Regions from separate parts of the Mus musculus genome. Here region 1 is linked to region 2. The links are chromatin contacts, called in public promoter capture Hi-C maps. All regions are on one chromosome and are shown on one strand. Each heading gives the region's core, a stretch centred on a gene start, on an enhancer-like site or on the middle of the called end of the contact. The rest is flanking DNA. Distances are from core to core; before and after follow the strand shown. Region 1 holds the start of Gm35166 (a long non-coding RNA gene). Region 2 overlaps Gm41147 (a long non-coding RNA gene).

Region 1 (7,813 bases), core at 4,721-7,220, 160 kb before region 2:
TGAAGCTGATCCTGGTATGTAGTCAAATCAGTTCTTAAAGTCTCAGATTTGAAATAAATGTTAGGTAAACATGTATGGAGACCTCTAACTACTATTAGGAAGGATGAAATAATACAGAAAGAACTCCCTCAAAGCACATTAAAAATCTGAAAATTTAAAGTTACTCATAGTAATAAAGGTATAGAGGAATTGCACAGTTTATAACCCTGAAACTAAATATGAATAAAAAGAAATGACATCATGGCTCTATGCTACTGCTCAGAGTGTTGGGATTACAGACACGTACCACCACACCCAGCTCTTAGCTATAAACTCTGGCCACAGTTATGAGAAAGCCATAAATCCAAAACCATGCACATTGTCTTCCACAGGCTCTCATCTGTGAGAAGCAGAAGGGAGAGGAACACGGGAATTGAGAGCAGCAAAACCCACGGAAGGCAAGCAGTAGAAACAGCTACTTTTAATTGAATGTGGAAAGAAAAGGTATCGATAAAGAAAACAACACTGAAACTAATATGTTCTTAATACAGATCTACCTAGAAACAGAAGAAATAAGGTTTAAGCAGCTAAGAGAAACATCTTTTGTTTTGAGACAGGATCTCCTGTATAACCTCGCTGGCCTCCAACTGCCCTTGTGACAATACAGTCAAGGATGACCTTGAACTCCTGGCCTTCTTACCTCAGGAGGATGGACCTGGGAAGAATGAGAAGCCTGTGTGATAGGGTGCATTATTTTTTTCTCAAATTATTATTGAAAAGAAAGCTATACCTTTAAAAATGCAAAGATTAAAAGGTATCAAGAAACCTAATTAAATACCCTTTATGAGATCAAACTGGTTTATTACATATCCTCTTTAGGTGATACAACTGAATATCTTTAATATGCTGGTGCTCATATTGCTTTGAATTTGTAATAGTTTTCCTGACTGCCCTAAAGCTTTCTAGATGCTCATTTCATGAGTTATGTTTCTCCCAAAGATGCCTGCTTGGGATTGGAGAGCCAGCCAGCCAAGTGCTTGTCACAAAGCATGAAGAACTGAGCTCACACCTCAGCACTCACACAGACCCCAGCAAAGGCGGTGTAAACCCAGGGCCCGGGAGTTAAAACAATCCCCGGAGCTCCAAAGCTGGCCCACCTATTCAAATAGTAGAGAAATCCAATTTCAAAAAATGAGTGGGGAGTGGCTTGTATCCCTAGCCCATCTACTTTTGAAATAAATGTTATCTCACTGACTTAATTGTTAGTGCTTTCGATCCTAAGAACAGCACAGGCTAATGGCTGAGGTGCGGCTTTGTTGGCTGAGTACTGGCTTGCTTAACTAACATGCACAAAGCTCTGGATTGCTCTCCAGACCACATAAACTTGGCCTGATGGTGCACACCTGTAATCCTAGCTGGCATTTGGGAGGCAGAACCCAACACCACAGAAATACACAAGATGCATGCAAGCATACATCCCTAAACATCCCTTTGAGATTATAGCTGTGGGTCAAGAATACACCTTACCATAATGTTTTCAAGAATATTCTGCATTTTAAAGATGTCCCATGGCACTCAAGCAGTTTGGGACCTACTCTCCTTCAGCTCATTAATGTTCTCACTGCATCCATGTGCCTCAGCAGATCATCAACCCACACTTCTAGTCAGTGCACTAGTATTTTCATTCTCCATATGCATAGCTGTAAAATAAGCATCAAAAACTCAGCACTCCCAAATAAAAATCCTCATGCCCTTTGCACATTCCAAATTCTGAAATCTTCCCCATTTTAATAAACAGAAACATTATTTTTCCACCTGTTAACACCCAAAGCCCTGTTCTTGGGCCCCTTTTCCTCTTCACACATCCCACTAGGTCTGCACTCAAACTTTAATGAAGTCAACCACCATTTGCCACTGTCCGCTGCTGCCCTCTGTTCTATAAGCCACCACTGTTTCATTTTGTTCCCTTCATCTATTCATTCTGTTCCCTTCATCAACAAACAGCCTTGCTCCATGCTGAGATCTGAGAAATGCACTTCAAAATTTCGACCGCCATGTTCAGATGAAAGACTGTGGGGCCCACCCACATGGGCAACTTGGCCCAAGTAAAATCACTTTCATGTTTGTCTCATGTGACTATTTTCCTAAACCTCTGCCAGATAGCTGTTTCCAAGATGGACTGGGAAGGAGACAGGGGACGGTAATGATGCTTAACAGGAAGTTATCAGGTTATCCTCAGGCACCTGTAAGAAGCCCGCCTGGATCTGTTTTGAAGCCTCCATAAGGTGACAAAAGTCCAACTCAAGGGACTGTCCTTCCTGTGCAATATACCTTAGCTGTGCTGCCATATTTGTAAGTTAAGGACATTTAGATATACCCTGAACAGGTCACACTGTCAAGTCTACAAGAAGGCATTTGGACTTTTTTGTTTTTTAGGTTTTGTTTTGTTTTTTTAATTCTCCTGAAAGCAATAGAACAGAGAACCCTACCTCAGAATAAGCAGATGCCTTGTTACCATGGCAACAAACCACTCTGCTGAAAGTGCAGAGCATTCTGGAGCTTTGTTCTTATTAGGAATGAGCTAGGACCAAGAGAACCAACTTTAGAGTATATCTATAAACATAAGGTGATACTTTTTTGACTCTAACAAAAATTTTACATTGTCTGGTTACAGGAAACAAGAGTAAGAAGACCAAAGAAAACAAAAGTGTTGGGCTGTGCTTGTTACGTACAGCTAGCTCTACTCCATCACGGAGCTCAGCGTCATAGATATTCAGAGTCAAAACATACTAGGAAATAGAAAAGGTTCCCAGGCAATGGTCTTTTTTTTTTTTTTTTTTTTCCCGAGACAGGGTTTCTCTGTGTAGCCCTGGCTGTCCTGGAACTCACTTTGTAGACCAGTCTGGCCTCGAACTCAGAAATCCGCCTGCCTCTGCCTCCTGAGTGCTGGGATTAAAGGCCTGCGCCACCACGCCCGGTTTCGGGCAATGGTCTTGTTGCAAATAAAGATCCACTAAGGTAAGATATGGAAGCAGGAAAAGCAAAGGGTCATGTGTGCTGGTCCTGAAATGCAGACCGTGTTGAGAAGCTATCCCACAAGCTCAGAGGAAGTGACACTCAGCACTGCATAGTGGAGCTTGTGCCCCTTAGGCTGAAGCCCTAGTCTCCAGGGTCATTGTATCTGGAGTGAGACTTAAGGGATCATTAGATCAATTAAATGGAGAGGCAGAAACAGACCTGTACCCTGTTTAAAAAAAAAAAAACGGCTGAGAACTTTCCCTTCCCGAAACTGACAAAACCCCCAGCTTACCCGGAGGCTACTTCCCACTGGGCTCACTCAGATCTCAGGCACAAGTACTTAGGGCAGCTAGAAAATCGAAGTGGCATGCCTTTGGCAGCACTGCTCAAGTCTGTCGTTGGGAGACATCTGGGGATAGTATCCTGGGAGGACAACCAAGTATTCCTGGAAGTAAGATCCTTTCTGACCAGTCACTGAGGAAAAAGCAAAGTCCCATCAGCTTCTACAAGCAAATGTCTTAAGATTCTTTTACATCACAAAGTTCATGCCCTACAATTCACCAATGGAGAAACGCTAAAGGCATGCCTTGTTATTTTCTTTTGCCTGTTTTATTTTATTTAGAAAATACCATGTGTCATGGTGGGCATATGGAGGTTAAAATGGCTCTCCTTCCACCACAGGAGGAGACACGGGGATCAAACGGGTCATCAGGCCTAGCACAGCACCGTAAACTGCTGAGCCATCTTGACAAGTCTACTTTGTCTACTTCATATTTGGTTTTTCTCAAAGATGAATAAAAACAAGATTACAGCATTAGCAAGTTGACCCAAATGAAAACTATTTTAGTGAATCATAGAGATATTTTTAATGGTTCAACCCACACTGGTTTCTTTTTCGTTGCTATGTTCCCATTTTATGTGACCATCTGCATAGCAACAGTACTTCAGCTTTAACAGAAGTTTTAACAAAACCATGACTGTGCATTAAGAACTTTCTCACCGTAGAGCTTTAAGGACTTTTGAGACTTAGAGACTAGGTCTCAGTATGTCACCTTGGGCAGACTCAAACATGATCTTCCTGCCTAAGTTCCAGAACAGCCAGCCCTACACAGGGTTCCTTATCTAGGGAAGAAAAGAAAAAAGTGTCTACTGCGAACCTGTGAACAGAGACCCCAAGCTGGCACATTCCTGCCATCCTGACTGTTGGAAGTGCTCTGTGAAAGCAACTGGGAGCAGGCTCAGGCTCTCCCACCATGGCTACCCACATTACCTCTAAGGCTAACAGAAGAGCTTGCTAAGGGGTCTGCTCAACTACACGCTGTCCTAGCCACAAGGCCCAGGGCCTGGAGAAGCTTTTCAAACCTGCAGTAATGGCAGTGATGGACTGTTTCCTGGTATGCACAAGGTTCCAAGCTCAATCCTCACTCCAGCAAAAGTAAAATAAGAAAAGCCCGGTATAGGTCTCTCTAGACCATGTTTTCAAAGGTCCCTCGTTATTTATAGATTCTGTATTTCAAATTCACATAGGCAATGCCAAGGCAAATGCAGGCCAGTTTCATAACCAAGAATATCCCACTTTTTCACTGAAGGAAATCTGATGAACACAATTCAAGGTGATTTTTCACATGGAGAAAGTTCTGGAGGAGGTCCTTCCAGACACCACAGATGATGGTCTTGAACATACGCTTGTAAAGAAACTTGGACCAATCCTCTTGCCCACCCCTTCCTTCCAAAAAGAGAAGCATTTCTGAGGAAAGCACTGGGAATTACAAGGTCTGAAAACAGCAATTAGCCATGTCTAGTCTGACCTAGATTTCATCACATCAGCTAGGGGTAAGAACAACAACAACAACAATAACAAAAACCTCTCGCCTGCAAAAGACAATAGTGTCAGAAGACTGAAAAGAGGAACAGAGACTGTAAAAACCTAGCAACTGGATACTCTTATAAGTAGATCTTTACTGTAGTTACTGAAGGGACAATGGGTCCCATAGACTCAAGTATTTGAATGCTCGTTTTCCTGGTTGGTTAAACTGTTTGGGAAGGTTTAGGAGGCGCGGCCTTGCTGGAGGAAGTGTGTTACTGGAGGGCTTTCTCTCTCTGCCTCTGTTCAGAGTGGTGGCTCTAGTGCCATGCCTGTTTGCTGGCTGCCATGTTCCCACCATGATGGATTCGCCCTCTGAAACTGTAAGCAGGCCCCCAGTTAAATGTCCTTTCTTAAAAGTTGCCTTTGTCATGGTGTCTCCTTACAGCAACAGAACAGAAACTAAAACCACCACCATTCCTCACAATGTTGAATGCCCACTTTCACCTGGGTCCATGTGGAATCCACATGTACGGTGTTGCAAGGGACTCTGAGGTATCTACTCACGTTAGTTACAATAGTTATTGTCTCAAACCACAAACATCTTCTGAAAAATTAAACCATGTGTGTGAAACATAGGTATTTAGCTCAGTGGTAACCTAACACGCAAGACCCTGGGTTCAATATTCAGCACAGAAACAAACAACCAAAACAAAACCAAAAAAGAGGTAAGATGTACTCCTTAATAGAGGAATCTAAGAATTTAATTGACCCAGAAGTTTACACCCTCATTCCTTCTCACCTCCTTTCCTTTTCATATGTTTTGAGACTGAGTGCCAAGCTTGTTTTAATCTGTAATGATCGTTCTGCCTCTGTCTCTGAAGTTCTGTTTCCATTTTAAATCATCACCTTGTTTCCCATGGCATTTCTTCACTGGTCATGCATGGATCTGTCAGTAAAAACAAGGCAGGAGAATGTGCAGTAGTGGAATATGACATGGCCTGCCTGCTCTGAAGTGAAGGGCACTGGCCGTCTTAGCAGGCCATTCCCATGATGCCTAAGACCCAAACTCTCACTAGAGTAAAGCAGTTAACTGCCTACCAGAGTGGATGTGAGTGACTGGGTCACTCGAGCCAGCCACTGACGGACAACTGGAATCGCTAAGGAATTAGCAACAGTGAGATATCACGGTTCCAGCTCTTCTGAAGAGCAAACAGTGTGCTCTGACACTGCTTCCTCTTCCCACATACTCATAAGCAAACAAGCAACCACAGGTCATTCAGTTTTCCAAAAAGCCCTCGACTGCAACTGCTGGGGGCCGATCTTCTCTGCCCCTGGGTGGGTTATGAGCTTGGCCTCAGCATGCTGATAAACCTCATACGATAGATATTGCATCAAGAATGGTTTCTCTCCAGTTATTGGGGCATCGGCTCATCCCGGGACTTGAGCAAGAGTCTCCCCAGAAACAGGGGTCTTTCACAACCACTACAGATACACTTCAAGAAAGTGAAAAATTCCCCTCCACAATAAGCAAAGTCTTTTCCTGACTTGCAAACCAATTGGAGGTTGGCCAGGCTTATTTCGAAATCCCTTTAATAGCTGAAGTCATTTACCTATTTTATCAAGAATTTCTGGAAACAAAAACATGAGGTAAAGGACTCGGATGCTGAAGAACACTGAGTTAGCTGTAAGGTAAACATCAGAGAACATCATCCCAAAGCCACAGAAACAGGAAGTCAAGGACAAGAGCTGCTTCAGTGATTAAGCGCTAGCCTGACAAGTGTGAGGACCAGATGCCCAGCCCTCAGTTAGGGAATGCCAGGCAGGCTGGCCAGCTGCCTGTAATCTCAGCACTTGGGAGGCAGAGACACACAGACTCCTGGGCAAGCTGGATGGCTAGGCTAGCCAGAATTGGTGAGCTCTAGGTTCAAAGAGAGATCCTGCATCAATAACTAGAAGGTGATGAAAGATAATATGAACATATGTGTGTTCACACACATACACACACCTAACAATTCAAACAAACAGGTAGCAGGAGAAGGCTAAAATGGAATGGCCAACATCTTCCTGAGACATTATCCGATTTCTCTCTCTTTTGTCACAGTATACTTATCTGCCCTTCCCCCTTCCCCCCCTTGCAATACGCTGTGGGTCCTCTGAGAGCGTTACAACAGATGGTTCTCTGGACTTCAGAGGTGATGAGAGGTAACGCTGCAGAGCTGGGCATGCTGACATGCTAAATAAAACTTAAAACTATAAAAGCAATCTCAAAACCAGGGTCTCTAACTTGCTTCCATCTCTGGAGTTCCTAATCTGACTAAAGTTCTTCCATAAGGAATGGCAGTCCTAAGTTCTCCTCCCTATAACCTGGAGAACAGGAAAGAGTGACTTTCAGGAAAAGATGGCTGGGATAACACTATGTCCAGAGCTCAGATGAACTTTGCCCCTGACTGTTATTGTCTGTTCTTGGTGGCTATTAATCTTCCCTTAAAACCATTTACTCAAAATACTCAAAAACTGCATGTATCCTCAGCTTCCAGTGTCCCTAGGAAGAATATACAAAAATGTGCATGCCTTTTCTCTTGCTAATCTATTGTGGTTTGTCACCAGAACTCAATTTTGGAGCCTTCAGAGAGGAAGAGAAGTTCCTCTAACACCTGCACAGTGATCAAGTACAGAGACCCTGGCCCAGGATATACAGTAAAGTGGTAAACACCCAACAAACGTGTGTCTCTGCAGCGTGTGCTGACTCAGTGGTGCAAGCGTCTTACTGAAGTGTCCCAAGCTATCGAATGTTACTTATTACTCAGGCCAAAGTTAACAAACTCACAAGCACATGCATCGCCAAGGAAAGCAGAGGAGGAGAAGAGGCGCCGTGTGACTGGAGCTGCAGACTGTTGGGAGCACCGTGTGGGTGCTGGGGATTGGGCTTGGGTCCTCAGGTCTCTTAACTGCTAAGCCATCTTTCCATTAAATGTTTCTTTCATATGAGCTGCCTTTAACATATCATTG
Region 2 (6,743 bases), core at 2,377-4,876:
AAAAGGAACTGATGCAGAGAACCACCCCTGACCAATATCCAGAGACACGGAGATCTTGAAAAACTCAGTTGAGAGGGTATGGCTTTATTAAATTCCTCCCCTCAGGACTCAGGGAAATATGCAGACTAGGAGATAAGAGCCAGGTGGGATGGGAGACGCCAAGGAAACAGTGTCCTCCAGACACGACAGGACTGACGTGCGTATGACCACATGGAGACTGTGGCAGCACACACATCTGCACAGGTCCAAGCCAGATGTGGCCCCAGTGCTGGGACATGGAGGTGGGCATTAGGTCTCATTCCTAACTAAGAAGCTATCTCTAACTGACAGCTACTTGAGAAAAATAAGCTTTGAATGGAGTCTCTCATTGTGTATACACTTCATGGCAGGCCCAATGCCCAGCAGCAGATGGCCAACACAAAAAGAATTCAATGGCATTTTGGGAGGTATTTTGCTTTATACTGCCTTTGGGGGGCGTTTTTTAACCTTACCGGTCCTTTACATGTATATACAGTTTCCAAGTCTATGTTTTTACGTTTGCTTTTTCTTTTTAATGATCATGTGTGTGTTTGTGTCTGTATCTGTTTCTAATGCTTTTATAAAAAGAGAGAGAGGAGGTGTGGAGTTGGATGGGGGTGGGGGATAGGAGGAGGATCCAGGAGGCAATGAGGGAGGGGAAGGAAGCCATGGTCAGAATATATTGCTAGAAAGAAATATTTTCAATTAAAAGAAAATGAAGAAAAAAATGGTGCCTGGTTGCTAACTGCACTCACTTCTACTGGTGTCTCTGCTTGAAGGCTCGGACTTTGAGTTGTGAGCTTCAGGCACATGTGTCCACATCAGCACATGCACAGACACACAGAAACAAAGGCTGGCAGAATGGTGTGGATCTTTAATCCCAGCACTCAGCAGACAGAGGCAGGTAGATCTCTGTAAGTTTGAATACATAGCAAGTTCTAGGACAGCCAGAGCTATGTACTAGAGAGAACTTAAGTCAGGAAACAAAGATCAAAACAACAACAACAAAAAGACACTGTGGCATGGGTATATATTAGGAAACAGGAATTCATATTGCTAATTCTAGCTCCAGTACAGCAAAGACTCTCCATATCGCTGTGCCATCTTTCCTTAACACCATGAGAACCTAGCTCCATTAAGCCAGGAATACACAGGAATTGCTAATCTATTAGTTCTGCTGAAAGGAAAACTAACTAGGACTCAGTCTGACGGCAGTTCGTTTCATAAGTTTTGTAAGTTTTATTTTGTTGGAGAGATGGCTCAGTGGTTAAGAGCATTGACTGCTCTTCCAGAGGTCCTGAGTTCAAATCCCAGCAACCACATGGTGGCTCACAACTATCTGTAATGGGATCTGACTGTGACAGTGTACTCATTTAAAAAAAAAAGAAAAAAGAAAAACAAAAGAAAAACAAGATTTATTTTGTTTTGTAAGCTATTTTTTTTTATGTGTATGAGTGTGTTGGCCTTCACAAACATATGTTCACCATGTATATACCTGGTGCCCTCAAAGATCAGGAGAGGGCTTTGGGTCTTTTGGGACTGGAGTTACAGACAGTAATGAGCTGCTGTGTGAGTGGCAGGAATGGAACCCAGGTCCTCTGGAAGGGCAATAAGAGCTCTTTTTTTTGTTTTGTTTTGTTTTGTTTTTTTGTTTTTTTGTTTTTTGAGACAGGGTTTCTCTGTATAGCCCTGGCTGTCCTGGAACTCACTTTGTAGACCAGCTGCAATAAGAGCTCTTAACCAATGAGCCAACTCTTTAGGTCTTGACTAGACTTCTTTTCTTTTTAAAAAAGGTTTATTTATTAAGGGCTGGTGAGATGGCTCAGTGGGTAAGAGCACTGACTCCTCTTCCAAAGGTCCTGAGTTCAAATCCCAGCAACCACATGGTGGCTCACAACCACCCGTAATGAGATCTGACGCCCTCTTCTGGTGTGTCAGAAGACAGCTACAGTGTACTTATTTATTCATATGAGCGCTATATTTGCATGTATTCCTGCATGATAGAACAGAACATCAGATCTCATTATAGAAGGTCTCCAGCTCAGTGCTTAGAATTCTTGTAGGCAAAAAGTATGTGCAGTGAAAGACAATTGCAAGAACGCAGTCCCACAGACTTATTGCTGTAGCACACGCACTTTCTAAGGGCCTGGCTTGTCTCGTTCTTTCTTTTTTTCCAGCCACCCCAAGTTAGAGACAGCCAGTGCTCCAGTATCTGTGACAGATCTGTACTAGGAAGCAGCCGTCCATCCAGCGGGCCTAACTCCAGTCCCGCCCCCTACCATGGGTTCTCCCATTCCCTTCTGTGGCTTCTCCACATTTGTGTGCAGCTCAGCTCTGAATGCTTTTCCCAACCAGGTGTCATCGTGAAGCCTGGTGCAGAATTGACACCCACAAGTCTGATGCTGATTTGATTCCTACACATCTGCATGGTGCAGATTTTGAATCCAGACTTGGATCTCAGTGCTCAGGAGGCAGAAGCAAGTTCTTCAAGGCCAGCCTGGTCTACAGAGCGAGTTCCAGGATAGCCAGGGTTACACAGAGAAACTCAGTCTGGAAAAAAAAAACACTAACTAACTAACTAACTAACTAACTAACTAACTAACTAACTAACTGGATGTTAGTGTGCTGGAGAGACTGACTGTTCTTCAGAGGACTCAAACTCATTTCCCAGCACTCACATGGCAGCTCGCAACTGTCTGTAACTCTAGTCCCAATCTCTTTCTTGCTCTCTTGGACACAAACATCCATTCAGACAAACACGCATACAAATGAAATAGAAGTAAATAAGTCTCGAAAGCATTCAACTCTTTAAAATGTAAAATTACCGTACAAGGTATTAGAGCTCAGTATAGCATTTTACAATCTGAGTGTCTTAGTGCTCCTTCCCCTCGCCTCCCTCTCTTTGCTGCTCTTATCCCCTGTGGCCCTTTCCTGAGAGCCTTGTGCATCTTTCCTGTCCCATGCACCCTCTCCCCCACTCCCACCCATCCTCGTGCCCTATTTTCACCCTTCTTGGTCTCCTCTCTAATTCCCGAAGCCTAACTCTTTTAACTTTTTTTTCTGTCTTTCTTGTTTTGAACCATTGCCTCATGTAGCCCACAGTGGCCTCGAACTTGAACTCGCTAATCTGGTTTTGATCCGATCCTCCTGGCTCCTTCCCCCGAGAGCTGGGAACACGGAGGAGCACCACCTCGACCACCTCAACTGGCTCCGTTTGATTGATGGTCACAGTCCTCCCTTCCCACTGACAGTCTGGCTGGTGACATTCTCACAAGGGTGCCTCGTGAGCTTTACTGTGACAGACAGTCTAGCAACTGTGAAACCACTCAGCCCACCACCAGGACTTGGCAAGTGGACAGAGTGGAGAAAATAAGCAAAAAAGGTGGGTGGGGCCCTCAAGCACCCTGCAAACACCTATGAATGACTCCATTTAATACATCCTAGGGAGGACTCTGGAGGGTCAGAACCAAGGCAGGCCTCAGAACCAGGAAGTTACACCCATGTTCGTATTTAGAAAACCACGGGGTTGTAATAGCCAACTTTCTGGGCCTCTGAATGAAAGAGTCAGTGTGGTTCAGCTGTGAGAGTGTGTGAAAGGGCTCTTTGACACAGCCGCACTCAGCTCTGGCCTTCACTGGGGCCCTTCGTAACACTTCCTAGCTCTGCCATGGAGGCTACACAGCACACACCCAGACAACAAATTCTCAGCACAAAGGACAGTACCCCAGAGGGACAAGTGGGAGGGGAAGGGGGCCTGCCTCTGGATCAGACAAAGACAGACAGCAGGTGTTTCTTCGGGAGTGGGTTTTAAGGGGGAATGGGGGAAGGTCTGTGCTGGATTGAATTGACAAGTCCTGATTAAACAGGTTAACCAGAGTATCGAAATAATGAATTCTGATTGCTGGACCTTGGAGTTTTAGTCAGGCACAAGAAAGTGGACAGATAGGGGAATAGACCTTGGTCGGGGGGCGGGGGGGGAGGCTGGCTTTAGAATCTAAAGGTTGAGCAAAGGAGAAGGAAGGGGGTGGGCACGACCTGCCAGCACCACATTGCCAGTGCTTGGGCCTGTTCATTGTGTATTTCCCTGTAACAAGGCTAAAAGCTCCTCAAGGGTGCTGGAAGTGTTGGAGATCTTTCTGCTATCCTCCTGCCTCAGCTCCAGCTCCCTTTCTGGTGACCAGAGGTGTCGAGTCCAAAGTTGGAGTTTTAAGGGAATCTTCTTTTTTTGTTTTTGTTTTTGTTTTTTTTTTTTTTTGAGACAAGGTTTCTCTGTGTAGCCCTGGCTGTCCTGGAACTCACTTTGTAGACCAGGCTGGCCTCAAACTCAGAAATCTGCCTGCCTCTGCCTCCTGAGTGCTGGGATTAAAGGCGTGTGCCACCACTGCCCGCCGGCTCTAATGGCATCTTCTTAAGTCACCCTGAATGAATCTCATTTCCCAATGCATCCGACTCAAATCGGTTGAACAATTGATGAACTAACTCCACAGACCTGTTGAACTGGAGTGCCTTTCCTTTCAGGATTCTGCACTTTAGTAGAGGGTAACCAAGATGGCATTGCTTACAAGTGGGATTCAGTTAGCAGGGAAGCAGTGGGCAGGCACAGAGCCTGGCGGGAGGGAGACAGTTCCAAGGGAGGCCTGGTTGGTACCCGGCCACTCCTGCTCCTCTCCTGTGCTCTGGGAATACTGCTCATGGAGGGATCATCTGTTCCTCTGGCAGGCCTCTTTTACTCTCCACCTTTCCTCCACGTGAGCAGGCTTGTTTCCATTGGTCCAGTAGCAGATCCGCCCGTGTGCCTTCTAAACAGACTTACAGATGACATGGGCTTTTTGGTGGACTCTTCAGTGCCAGCCCCACCCTGAGCTTGCTGCTTTCGCCCAGTAGCAAGACCAGCCAACAAGTAATAGGTGTATGCCTTCATGCCAGGCTAGACACATTCCAGGAATTTGTTCCAACTCCTCAAATCTGTCTTTGGCTCAGGAACCCAGCAATGTAGGCTCTATTGGTCAGGGACCCAGCTACGCCAGCCCTATTGTGCTGCCTCTCAATACCATCCTGGCCCAGTCCAGCCCCAGCAACTCCTACCTCGATTGTTTCAACCCCTACTGCCTAATGAGTGTACCGGCCGCTGGCTATGGGAAGGTTATGAGCAGTTATGTCAGCTCATGATTGACCTCCCACCCAGGCCATGACCTGATCCAATAGCCTTCGAGAGACAAAGATAAGAAGGCAGCCAGGGACACTGACCTTGTTCAACTCCAGTAGAACATCTTCAAAACGAGCTGGGTGATTGCTGCTGAATTTGGGGGTGTCCCATTTAGATCTAGAAGAAATGGTTCTTAACCTTGATTTTAGTTACATTCACATGTTCACACACACACACACACACACACGTAAGTTTCATTCATTCATTCATTCATTCATTCATTCATTCATTCATTCATTCATTTGTTATGGTGGCGCAGGAGATCAGGGCTTCTGAGCCTCGCCCAGCCCAGTTGTTTCCTATGCCTCTCTTCTGCTTCCCCAGAAATGCTGTCTGAGCCAGCCAGTTGGGATTCTCAGAAGCTGTCTGGCCTGGGAGATGTCTCATTTCTTGAATCCGTTTGTTTGCCTTGTTCAGTTAACTCTACTGGATTAGATACCGGACTGAGCGAATTTCCTTTTAAGGATTGTATGAACAGATCCGAGGCAAAGCTGCAGCCCAGGACTACAAGGCACGAGGGTGCAAGTAGGTGCACTCACCTGTGTGTGCGCACCACTGTAGGGCTCCCACTAGCAATGTGAGGCTCTGCGGATTTGCGTGTGTGGTGGCGGTGGTGGTGGGAGTGTTTTCTTTCTTTAAAAAACCGTTATGATTATTTGAGTGTGTATATGTGAGTGTATGTGTGTGCACCCATGAGCACGCCCATGCCTGTACCTGCATGTGAAGACTAGCTTTTACTCCAGCTATATATTCCTTTATTGCTCCTCCCCTTATTACAAATTACATTTATATGTATGTGTGTATATGGGTGCCTGAGGGTAATTATGTGTGCATGTGGGTGCACCTTAGAAACCAGAAAAGGGCATCATATCCCCTGGGACTGGAGTTACAGGCAGCTGTAAACTGCTTTGTGGGTGCTAGGAACCACACCTGGGTCCTCAGCACGAGCAGCCAAGGTTCCTAACCACTGAGCCATCCCTCCAGCATCCTCCACCTTATGTTTTGATGGTGTCTCTCTGAACCTGGGGCTCTGCACTGGCTACACTGGGCTACACTGGCTACACTGGCTGACTCATGGGTCGCAGGTTCTGTCTCTCTCTGTCTTTGAAGTGCTGGGATTACAGACATATGCTGCCAGACCCGGCTTTTTTCTTTTTTCTTTCTCTCTTCCTTTCTCTCTTCCTTTCTCTCTTCCTTCCTTCCTTCCTTCCTTCCTTCCTTCCTTCCTTCCTTCCTTCCTTCCTTCCTTCCTTTCTCTTTCTTTCTTTCTTTCTTTCTTTCTTTCTTTCTTCCTTCCTTCCTTCCTTCCTTCCTTCCTTCCTTCCTTCCTTCCTTGCTCTCTCTCTCTCTCTCTCCCTCTCTCTCTCTCTCTTCCTTTTTGAGACAGGGTTTCTCTGTGTAGCCCTGGCTGTCCTGGAACTCACTTTGTAGACCAGGCTGTCCTCAAACTCAGAAATCTGCCTGCCTCTGCCTCCCAAGTGCTGGGATTAAAGGTGTGTGCCGCCACACCCAGCTCAGA

Evidence for each region. Capture Hi-C pulls out chosen DNA fragments and counts their contacts.
Region 1: a contact with region 2 is called in a promoter capture Hi-C map of adipose tissue. The contact joins two enhancer-like sites. A contact is called at or near these places in 2 of 484 Hi-C or Micro-C datasets (embryonic fibroblasts and embryonic stem cells), 2 of 115 datasets of contacts at active chromatin or transcription factors (bone marrow-derived macrophages and memory CD8 T cells) and 3 of 9 other capture datasets (adipose tissue, liver and pancreatic islet).

Annotation. Positions count from the first base shown.
Region 1 is chr14:47,502,923-47,510,735 of GRCm38.p6, reverse strand. All of the region lies in intron 1 of Fbxo34 (F-box protein 34), which reads right to left. Gm35166 (a long non-coding RNA gene) reads left to right here and starts at 2,527. Exons shown (of 2, transcript XR_383410.3): 1 at 2,527-2,605; 2 at 7,412-7,792. Within about 2 kb of position 5,970, at least 12 of the 459 cell types and tissues checked have an H3K27ac peak or open chromatin away from gene starts, as enhancers often do. A contact at or near this core is called in adipose tissue, where this site is marked.
Region 2 is chr14:47,338,879-47,345,621 of GRCm38.p6, reverse strand. It overlaps Gm41147 (a long non-coding RNA gene), which reads left to right. Exons shown (of 3, transcript XR_874595.2): 3 at 3,114-3,723. Among named protein-coding and RNA genes, the nearest start is that of Gm41147, 13 kb to the left of the region's middle. Within about 2 kb of position 3,626, at least 52 of the 459 cell types and tissues checked have an H3K27ac peak or open chromatin away from gene starts, as enhancers often do. A contact at or near this core is called in adipose tissue, where this site is marked.